Regions from separate parts of the Sus scrofa genome. Here region 2 is linked to region 1. Evidence: chromatin contacts called from public HiChIP or PLAC-seq data. All regions are on one chromosome and are shown on one strand. The core of a region is the stretch at or near the end of the contact, and the rest is flanking DNA. Distances in the headings are between cores, read along the strand shown.

Region 1 (5,856 bases), core at 2,062-4,561:
TCCACTTGTCTTTCTCTCCCCATCACTCCCTGCTTCTCACTCCCCTCTCCTTCCCTCCCTCCCTTCTTCCAGTAAGTTTTTATTTACCCTACTACCCGCCAAACTCTGGGCCAACAGATAATCCCTTTCTGAACAGAACTTAGGTTCAGTGCAGATTGGGGGAAGGCGCAGTTAACAAAGGAATAGGTCCCACAAAAAAAAACCCCAAAAAACTTCCCATCGTGCTTCAGTGGTTAACGAACCCAACAAGTATCCATGAGGACTTGGGTTTGAACCCTGGCCTCGCTCCCTGGGTTAAGGATCCTGCGTTGCTGTGAGCTGTGCAACTCAGATCCCACATTGCTGTGGCCTAGGCCAAATCGACCCCTAGCCTGGGAACTTCCATATGCTGCGGGTGCGGCCCTAAAAAGATAAAAAGACCAAAAAAGGGAGGGGGGAAATAACTCCGATTTATAAGATGCCAAAAAGAGATGGCAGGAAGGCAAAAAAGGGAGTGTGTGTGTGTGTGTGTGTGTGTGTGTGTGTGTGTGTTCTGTTGCAATTTTACAGGGCGCTCTGACAAGCCTCACTGTAAAATTGGTACACTGGTGACATTTGAGCAAAGACTTGAAGGAGGTGAGGGAGCAAACTGTGTGGATATTTGCAGGAAGAGCATTTGGGGGGGAGGGGGAACAACCCCTGCAAAGGTCTTGGGGCAGGACTGTGCCTGGATTGTTGCAAGAACGGTGACGAGGCCCACGTGGCTGGAGCGGAGGGAGGAAGAGAGAGGGAAGAAAGGAGGGTGGGCAGGGTGCGGGAGCAGGTCTTGCAGGGCCTTGAGGCCCGTGGGGAGGACTTGGGCATTTACCCCAGGAGCGGGGAGCCCTGGAAAACGGCAGGCAGAGGAGGGGTGGAACCTGACTCAGGTGCTCCCACGCGCCCTCTGGCGGGCAGTAGGCGGAACAGACTACATAGAATTAGTACCTGTCGTGTCAGTCTTCAAATGAGGAAACTGAGGCTTGGAAAGATGAAGTGACCTGTCCAGATTCACACAGTGACCAGGGACTTATCTGGAGCCGTCATCCACGGTAAGCATCGCTGGGTCCCCGCCTCTCTCCCGATCTCTCTGTGTGCCCTTACGTTTTTGGGGTTTTGTTTTTTGCCTTTATGTCTCTGCTGCTGGGCCTTTGCCGGAATCCCTTTCTCTGTTTCTCTCTCTCTCTTTGTCTCTCCCCGAGTCCCTGCCCTGGGTATGTCTGGGGCCCCAGTCGGCTGGTACCTCAATGGTGACGACAATGGTCTGGCCCACGGGCAGCAGCTTGTGGTCAACGGTGAAGATCCGATAGAGGACTGAGCAGTGGTGGGAGAGAAAAGCAGAGCCGGGTGAGGCCCTGCCCCTTCCTCCAGCCCTGCCCCTGGCTCTCTGCAGCCACCCTCAGCCCCTTACCCGTGGAGCCTGGGGTGTAGATAGTCTTGTCCGTCTGGATGAAGAGGTACCCGCTCTGAAGGCTGACCAGCACCACCTTCTCCACCTGGACGTTCCCAAAGAGCGCCTGAACGGTCACGAACTTGTGCCCCTTCTCTGATTTGAACTCCTTGCTGGCCGGGATCTGAGCAGGAACCAGGGGATCACTAGGGGCCAAGACCCCTTGCCCACCATCCAGCCTCTAGGACTTCGGCTGGGTCCGCACCCGCCCCTCCTCGCAACAGAGCCTGCTTGTCACTTCTGGTCCTCCTGCTTTGCCCAGGTTTGGGGAGAGAAGAGGTACTCGGGGAAGGGCCAAAGGGCAAGAGAGGGGGTAGGGAGTCAGAGGGAGGGATGGGAAGGGGGATTCAGGCAGGGGGCTTAGCGGAAGGAGGGCTCAGAAGGGGTAGGGGGTTCAGAAAGGGGAGGAGACTCGGAGAGGGGACGGGTTCTAAAAGAAGAAAGGACTTAGGGAGGAGGGTTGGAGGGGAGGGGTCAGAAATGGGGAAGGGCTCAGACATGGTGGGGCTTGGAAGGGGGCCGGGCTGAGAGAAAGACGAGGGCTCAGAAGGTGGGGACACTCAGAGAAAGACCGGGATGAGAGAGTGGGAGGGGGCTCCAAAAAGTGACCCGGACTCCAAAAGGGGAAGGGCTCCGAAGGGGAGGAGACTCAGAGGGGCGGGGTTCAGAATGGAGACACTCAGACAGAAGGGGCGGGGCTCAGGCAGGGTGGGTGGGGCTCAGAAAGGGAGGAGGGGCTCAGCTACCAAGAGGACTCAAAGAAGGGGTGGGGCTTCAGCGGTCCGGCTGTTGAGCGCGCCCACCTTGATGTTGACGGTGCTCAGGTAGTTGTTGGCGTTGTTCAGCGTCGTGGTCTCGCTGGACAGCACCTGTCTCTTGGCCGGGAAGTCATGGACGGTGACCGAAACCCGAATATCCCCTTGCCCTTCGTGGGCCTCCAACACCACCATCTCCTCACTCTCCAGACGCAGGACGTTGGGGGTGATTATGGTGTAACTGCGGGAGGGGAGGACGAGGCGTAGAGCTGTCATCCCAGGGGCACGAGATGCTAGGCACCCCCAGGGTCAGCGCTCTGCCCCAGCCCCTAGCCCTGCGGGGGATCCGATGACTGGAGGACAGCTTGGGGGCTTCAGATCCCATCAATTCCTGAACCTCAAAATCAGAACCAATTCCTCCAAGACGATGGACTTCCAAGCCCACAATCAAACCCACAAATTCCAGAAGTCTCAACCCTTCAATCTTTTTTTTAATCGTTTATTTATTTTTTATCATTTTATGGTCGCACCGGATCAGCGACCCTGGCCTCTGCAGTCGAATTCTTAACCCACTGCTCCAAGGTCAGAACTCCTAAATCTTTAAATACCTCAAGTCTCTAAATACCCAAACCCTGGAACACCCTAAACAGCCTCCTAAACCTCTAGCACCCCAGACCTATAAATACAACCCAATCCATCCCCTCAGCCACATACATCCAAACCGCATCTCTGAAACTCCTAAATGCTAAAACTACAAACTCCCAGATCCTATGGAGTCCAAACTTCTGAGACTCACCCAACCCCAACTTCTGAGACTCACCCCAACCTCATCACAAGCCACAGAATCAACCAGCACCGTACATGCACCCTAAACCTGCAGAGACCTATACTCACAAGTGCCCACTCCCAATGCAGAAGCAGCCTTGTTTGGGGGTTGGGGTTGTGATTACTCACATGGGATCCCCCAGGGCTAGGGGGAGGCTGGTCAGGAGCAGCAGCAGCAGCCTGGGACCCGAGGTGGACCCCATGATGGAGGGACGGTGGAGGGACAAAGGGACAGAGGGAAAGGACGGGGGTGGGGGGGAAGTGAGCAGAGGCTGCTGGAGGCTGCCTTTTATCTGGCAGCTGCTTTTCCCCCTCTTCAGCCCAGCCCTCCACTCCCTGTGGCCTCCCCCCTCCCTGGGGCTGCCCCAGATTTCTCAATGTCATTTCCAAAGTTTTTCAATCTGTGTGGCCATCACAGTCCTGGGGAAAATAACCTAAGGGCACGTCCTCCTGCAACAAGAATACAACAGCCTCCTGCCCTGGCCTCTCTCATGGTCAAGGCTGGCTGGTGAATGGGGACCTGTCCCTGCTATACCCACTTTGTAGTGGAGGAAAATTATTCTCTCTTCCCCAGATAGTGCCTGCCCCCCTTCCCCGATATCTGCACCTGGCTCTCAGTCCACTTTTGGCCATGCACTTATTAACCAAACCCTTCCTGTGAATTCAAGTCGATGCTGGCAGCAAGAGTCCCACTTCCAGAGTCTTCCATGCTGGGGTGGGGGTGGGAGACAGAGTCCAGCACCAACACTCCTAGCCCCATGGAGTGTCTTCCCTGGTGGAGAAGAACTCAGCTTCTTGGAGGGTCAGGGAAATCTTCTTGGAGGAGGGGACATTTCAGCTGGGCTTTGACGAATATATAGGAGTTCACTATCCATATGAGAATGCTTTCTAGGGCATGGAGAGCCTGGAGCTCCCTTCACCTACTCTTGCCAGGAGGCCTGAGTAGCTATGATTTTTTTTATAAAAGTCATAATCAAGGGAGGTCCTATTGCTAGCTTTTATGTTGCATCAACATCTTCTTAGGATATTATTATTATTATTAAAAATTGTATGTAATTTTTTGCATATGAACAGGTATTATATTCATACGGTTCAACATCTAAAAGGTAAAAGTGCATCCACAGGTGTTTCCATGGTGGTGCAGTGGAATCCGTCTAGGAGCCATGAGGTTGCAGGTTCGACCCCTGGCCTCACTCAGGGGGTTAAGGATTCAGCGTTGCTGTGAGCTGTGGTGTAGGTCGCAGATGTAGCTCAAATCCTGCATTGTTGTGACTGTGGCGTAGGCTGGCAGTCATAGCTCTGATTCAGCCCCTAGCCTGGGAATGTCCATATGCTGCAGGTGTGGCCCTAAAAAGCAAAACAAAACAAACAAACAAAAAAAAGTGCACATACAGGGAAAAACAATCTTCTTCTCACTCCTGTTGCTAACCATCCAGGTCTCAGACAGGACCATGGAACCAAATCTCAGGTTTACAAATGTTCACACATTTTAAAAACACATATTAGCAAGCTCTACACACTATTCTTCCTGGGTTATACCTGCTTTTTCATAAACAATATACCTCAGATATCATTTCATATCAGTGCACAGAGAGCTTCCTTGTTCTCACAGGCAATGGCCTCACATTACATTGTGGAAGCAAGCAGCCACTTCTTAATGGACAGACAGATGGTTATTGTTACAGAGCATGCTCCCTCCAGATTGTTCAGTGGTAAACTTTGAGCAAGTTACTGATAACCACTTGCCCCTCGGTTTCCTCATGTAAAGTGGGGTTATAACAGCAGCCACTTCAAAGGGTTCTTGCCGCAATGGGATAACTCTGGATCAACAGTAATCTCGCTAGATATCATTCGGTTCCTGTCCATAATTATATTGATTTGCATACTTGCCAGCCCTGCACAAAACTGCCAATTTCCCCTTGGGGGGGCAAAAGTTTGGATTTTTGCCTCAGTGTCGTTTTAATTGGATTTTGATTTGACTTTCAGTTGAGCATGGGGGGGGGGGCGGTGATGGAAGGGGTAGGAGGGGGGAATCCAGATCCTGGAGAGCTGGTTTCCAAAGCTCCCTGGAAGGGGTTAATGGGGAATTTGCTCTGATTTCCTGTAAACCACGCTTGTTCCTGGCGATGCCCCCCGCCCCGAGTGGGGGGAGGTGTGGAGAAATAGAACAAACCTGGCCTCTGTCTGCTCTGATTGCGACACCCTTTCTTTGGAAGACAAGGAGGAGGGTGAGGCAAATACCTGATTACTCTCCAGAATCAGGGTTCAACTTCTGAAACTGGGATGGGGGCACACCTGCCAGGACCCCCCAACCCCCCATATCTTATCTTCCTCCTCTGTCCTCCTGCCAAAATATCCACCCCATTTCCTGGTTTCATTATAGCCTTAAGCATTGGAGCTCTGTGATTTGAGAGCCTGGAGAAGGAATTCCTGCTAGACTTGAGAGGCTGACTCCTTTTCCCTCAGCCCCTCAGTGGGTCCATCTGAGCAATGGGCCTGATGGTAGTTCCTGCTGTTTGACAATTCAGGGAACCCAGATGTCTCGGAGCCCTGGGCTTGCAGGGAAGGCTTATTTGCATGGCAGTGGGAGTCTGGGAAGAGTCCTGGCCCTGATCTGGAGGGAGTGACCCGAGGAATGGAGGGGAACGTGGAGAAATGTCTCCTGGGGTGGGGAGGAGCGAGAGGAGGAATTCCCCAGGGTTTTTTCCTGGGAAATGGACATTTGTGATCAGAAGTTTGGGGAAGGGGGGTGGGGGGGCAAAATAAGTGGACAGAGGAGGGAGGAAGGAGGCGTTCATGGTATGGATGGAG
Region 2 (5,706 bases), core at 1,258-3,757, 48 kb before region 1:
GTATCTATCAGGACGTGGGTTCGATCCCTGGCCTCTTTCGGGTCTTGCTGTGGGGTAGGCTGGCAGCGTCTGCTCCGATTGGACCCCTAGCCTGGGAACCTCCATATGCCATGGGTGGTGCAGCCCTAAAAGAAAAAATAAATGAATAATGGAGATATGAGCTGTACTCGCTAAGGACTTAATGAATGAACATATATAAAGCACATCACATCGCGTGGCTCAGAGTAAGCCCCGCAAAAGGGTTTATTCAATAAATGCAATTAGAAACTCACAGACCTAGGCAGTGCCTGTGCTCTGGGCAGCGCTGTGAGTAATTACTGTATTAGCAAAGGAATACTCTGACCTGTTGGGGGTGTCTATCTGATCTCCCCAGGATGTGCTGATCCCCACCCCATGCCAAGACATGGGGTCCCCCTCACCTGTGAGGTGCGCTGCCGGATTGGCCTGCTGGGGCCTCCGCTCTGGGGAGAGAGGGTCAGGGGTCAGAGGTGAAGGCAGTGAGGGGGTAAGGGCCAGCCTCCCAGAGTGCGAGGTCATCAAGTCCACCTCCTGGTGTCAACCCCACCCTTTCCGGAACAACCCAAACTTCTGCTTCTCCGGCCTGAGGGACGGGCGTCTGTGGGGTTTGGGCTGGTTGTGCAAATCACATTGGGCAATGGGCTGAGGGGGTGGGGGCAGCGTGGGAACGATCCCACCCCCTTTCCGGGACCGGGACCCTGACTCACCTTGCATCAGCTGCTCCCAGGATCCTGCACCTCTGTCCTGAAAGTGCAGAGCAGCCCACGGTGAGCATCTGCAGGGCCCACTGAGAGACACATGCAGACATGCACACAGACACCCTCCTCAGACATATCCAAGGCCACGTGCACGCTTCCCCCTCGCCCGGCCCCCTCACCCCCACCGCTCAGCTCGCTAGTAACCACCCAGTGCCTGTTTTCCTCTCTGTAAATGGATGCATGAAAAGTGCCTGCTGAGGATTCAGCACATTTACATATGAAAAGTGAATTACAGCCCCTGGCACGTAGCCAGCGCCACGGAAGGATTTATTAAAAAAGTGCTATCAAAGACACGTGGACCCCCGGATGGCTGGACACTTGGACCTAGTTGCTAACCCATGGTGGATGTGGACACATGACACTGGGCCCAGATCTGGACACTTAGGTGACATACCAAGACACGGGTGGAGGCAGATACATGGAAGCACGGGTTTATGGAGCCATGTGGGACTGTGCACAGAGACCCTTAGAAGTGCAGACATGCAACGTCAACGCACATGGGCTGTCGACGGGCTAGAGTGTAGACATGTGGGTCCACGTAGGCAGGAGAGCGGCACAGGTCCACATGGGCCTGTGGCCATCAGATCCAGCCATGAGGAGAAAGGGCTTGGAAGCACAAAAAGGCCAAGACCATGTGGACACATCGTGGGACACGCAGACCTGCAGGTCTGGCAGACAGACAGGCAGAGACCTCCACAGCCAGCGGGAAACTGAGGAAGAGATTTTCATAGACTTGGACAACATGGACTAGTAACAGCCCCAAAAAAGGGTGATCAGGGTATGGCTGATAACAATCAGCCATATCAGAATGTGGTTTCCAGGGGTTACAGACCACAGAACTGTGTTATAAACATTCAACTTAAACATAAACTGTGTTTCAACATTAAATTAGATTTTATGTGTTCCCACCACTAGAAGAAATGGTAATTATGTGACACCATAAAGCTACCATGGCAACCCAATTTTTTTTGGGGGGGTGCATATGGAAGTTTCCAATCTAGGGGTCAAGTCAGAGCTGCAGCTGCCAGCCTGCACCACAGCTCACAGCAATGCTGGATCCTTAACCCACTGATGGAGGCCAGGGAGCCAACCTGCATTCTCAAGGATATTAGTGGGGTTTTAACCCACTGAACCACAATGGGAACTCCTGCCATGGCAACCCTATTGTAGTGTCAGTGTATCAAGTCATTATGCTATACACCTTAAAAATCGCACAATGTTCTATACCAACTATATCTCAATTTTTTTTAAAAAAAATGTCAGTTCCCATTGGTTGAATGCTTGCTGTGGGCCAGCCAGGCACCCATGCACATTATATTTTATTCCCTATGAGGACACTGATTATCAGGCCCATTCTACAGATGAGGAAATTGAGGTTCAGAGAGGTGAATTAACTTACCCTGGGCTGCTCTTAGTCTGTCTTCTGTCCTGAACACACACACACATGCACACACGCAGAAATGCACAGTGACACAGGGGACCCACCGGCTTCAGGACCCCAGTACCACTTACCTGCAGGGGGTGGGCCATGGCCTCCAGGCGCCAGTGCAGCTGCAGCAGGAACCAGCCCTGGATGGCCAGTCCGGCTGCCAGCAGCAGTAGCAGGAAGCCCAGACCTAGCCGGGCAGCGCTGCAGGGCTGTCTCTGGCGGCTGCGCCCCAGCCTCGTGAATGGGATGTCCGTCTGTCCATCCACCACGAACACGGAGGGCCGCACGACTGTCTCCTCCATGCCAGAGCGGACGAGGCCAAGATGCCTGGGGCTGGGCTGGCAAAGCTGTGTCCTGTGGGCTGGGAGGAAACCACGATTGCCCAACCCTCCTGGGCTTCTCGCACTGCAGACAGGCGCCCGTGGGTCCCTGGGGCTGCCTTTAGAGCTGGGGCTCAGCCCCTCCCCTTTCCCCACTCACCCTCTTCTTCCTGTCCCCAAACCCCTGGCCCAGCCCCATCTCACTCTCACTCATAAGATCTCTCACACCATCCTGAGGCACTTGAAGATGTGACTCAGGTGGAGGCGGGAGAAGGAAGGCCCCTGCCCTCCCTTCTGGCCTTGTCATCTGCACGGTTACCATATAGTTATTGAGAACCTCCTGTGTGCCAGGCACTGTTCTAGGTTTGGGGGCACAGCCGTGAACAAGGGAGACCAAAGTGCTTGGCCTTTCGTAGCTCCTAGTCTGGCAGGGTGAGGAAGGTAAGCCTAAGAAATGTGAAAACACTATAAAGTGTTTGAGACGGTGATCAGAGCAGTGGGAAATCTATGAGTGGTTTGTGTGTATGGATGTGTATACAGGTGTGTGCATTGTGTGCAATGCATTGAACATGGGTATGCTATGCATGTGTGCATGCAGGTGTGTGTATGCAGGTGTGTGCAGGTGCAGGCATATCTGTGCATGTGCTTGAGTGTCTTGCATATCTGCATGCACCTGTGTGTGCATTCATGCACGTTTTGATTGCAACTCACAGTCAGAGGGCGGAACCAGTGTCCACCCAGTAGCAAAGCTCAAAGCCTAGAGTCATCCTGAACTCCTCCCTCTGCCCTGTCACTACATCCTACCCTCAATAAGCCCCCTCTTTTTAATCCTAAATGTCATGTATTTTTTAATTAAAGTATGGTTGATTTACAGTGTTGTGCCAATTTCTGCTGTACAGCAAAGTGACCCAGTCATACATTTGGATACATTCCTTTTCTTATCTTCCATCATATTCTATCACAAGTGATTGGATATTGTTCCCTGTGCTGTACAGCAGGACCTCATTGCTTATCCATTCTAAGTGGAATAGTTTGCATCTGCGAACCCCAACCTCACATTCCAACCCTTGGCAACCACCAGTCTGTTTTCCTTGTCCATGAGTCTGTTTCTGTTTCATAGATAGGTTTGTTCATTTGTGTCATATTTTAGGTTCCACACGTAAGTGAAATCCTATGGCATTTGTCTTTCTCTTTCTGACTTACTTCACTTAGTATGAGAATCTCTAGTTGTACCAATCTTGCTGTGAATGGCATTATTTTGTTCTTCATTATGGCTGAGTAGTATTGTTGTATATATGTACCACATCTTCTTTATCCATTCATCTGTTGATGCACATGTAGGTTGTTTCCTGTCTTGGCTTTGTGACTAGTGCTGCTATGAACATAGGGGTGCAATCGAATTGCAGTTTTGTCTGGATGTTTGCCCAGGAGTAGAATTGCTGGATCATATGGTAGTTCTGCATTCAGTTTTCTGAGGAAATTCCACACTGTTTTCCATAGTGGTTGTACCAATTTACATTCTCACCAGCAGTGTAGGAGGATTCCCTTTCCCCACAGCCTCTTCAGCATTTGCTATTTGTAGACTTATTAATGGTGGTCATTGTGACTGTTGTGAAGTGGTACTTCATTATGGTTTTGATTTGCATTTCTCTATTAATTAGTGATGTTGAACATTTTTTCATGTGCCTACTGGTCATCTGGATGTCTTCTTTGGAGAAATATCTATTTAGGTCTTCTGACCATTTTTCAATTGTTTTTTTTGTTTTGTTTCAGTTGGGTTTTTTGTTGTTGTTTTTGAGTTGTATGAGTTCTTTGTATATTTTGGAGATTAAGCCCTGGTCCACTACATCATTTGCAACTATCCATAGGTTGTCTTTTCATTGTTGTTGTTGTTGTTGTTTTTAATGATTTCCTTTGCTGTGCAAAGCTTGTAAGTTTGATTAGGTCCCATTTGTTTATTTTTGGTTTTGTTTCTATTGCCTTAGGAGACTGACCTAAGAAAACATCTGTACCAGTTTAAGTCAGAGAATGTTTTGCCTATATTCTCTTCTAGGAGTTTTATGGTGCTTTGCCTTATGTTTCAGCAAGCCCTTTGATTCAACCTCTAAACCAGATCTCAAATCCAGCCACCTGTTTCCATCCCCACTGCTACCACCCTCGCTAAGTGCTTTGGACTGAATGTTTGTGACACCCCAAATTGATTTATTGATGCCCTAATCCCCAGTGTAATTGTATTTAAGGGTGGGGCCTTTGGGAGGTGCTGAGGCACTAGGGTAGAGCCTTCCTCAATGGGATTAGTGCCCTTATAAGGTGAGATGTGAGATATGCCCTCTCTCCCTCTCTGCCATGTAAGGACACAGAGAGAAGGAGGCCATGTACAAGACAGGAAGAGGGCTCTCACCGGAACTCAGCCAGGTAGGCACCCCAATCTCAGGCTTCCAGCCTCTAGAACTATGAGAAATAAATGTCTGTTGTTTAAGCTACTCAATTGGTATCTTGTTATAGCAGCCCAAATGGACCAAGACACTAAGGCACCCATCACTGCTTTGCTTGGACTGTTGCAGTAGCTTCCCAACTGGACATCCTGCTTTATTTTTGCCACCTTATAATTCATTCTGTAGTGAATTCTAGAGCTGGTGTGACTTTGCTTATTTATTTTATTTTATTGAGGTAAATTCATACAATATAAAATGAACCATTTTAAAGTGAGCCACTCAGTGTCATTTCATGCATTTACAATGTTGTGTAACTCTATCTAGTTCCTAAGAACTTCAATGCCTCAAAAGTAAGCCTTATAGAGAGTTCCCTGGTGACCTGGCAGTTAAGATTCCATGTTGTCACTGCTGTAGCTCAGGCTACTGCTGTTCCCTGGGCTGGGAACTTCCACACAGCATGGACACAGCCATACACACAAAAAGCAAGCTTTATAACCATTAAGCAGTCACTCCTCAACCCCCAACCCTACAAGACCCTGGCAACCACTAGTCTATCTTGCTCTATGCATTTACATGTTCTGGACATTTAAAAAACAAACAAACAAACAAACAAACAAACATACCAGTGGTCTTTTGTGTCTGGCTTCATTCACTGAGCATAATGTTTTCCGGGTTCATCCACATCATGGCATGTGTCAGTGCTTTACTCCTTTTTAAGGCTGCATAATATTCCATTGTATGGATGG

Evidence for each region. HiChIP or PLAC-seq counts read pairs in DNA pulled down with a chosen protein or histone mark.
Region 2: a contact with region 1 is called in an H3K27ac HiChIP or PLAC-seq map of alveolar macrophages. The contact joins the promoter of TNFSF14 here to the promoter of C3 in region 1. A contact is called at or near these places in 1 of 5 promoter capture datasets (liver), 8 of 47 Hi-C or Micro-C datasets (alveolar macrophages, blood, embryonic fibroblasts and 4 more) and 1 of 2 datasets of contacts at active chromatin or transcription factors (alveolar macrophages).

What each region holds. Positions count from the first base shown.
Region 1 is chr2:72,428,948-72,434,803 of Sscrofa11.1, reverse strand. It overlaps C3 (complement C3), which reads right to left and starts at 3,311. Exons shown (of 41, transcript NM_214009.1): 1 at 3,175-3,311; 2 at 2,269-2,461; 3 at 1,427-1,589; 4 at 1,259-1,329. The coding sequence starts at 3,248.
Region 2 is chr2:72,476,131-72,481,836 of Sscrofa11.1, reverse strand. It overlaps TNFSF14 (TNF superfamily member 14), which reads right to left and starts at 2,507. Exons shown (of 4, transcript NM_001260482.1): 1 at 2,289-2,507; 2 at 726-762; 3 at 420-461. The coding sequence starts at 2,507.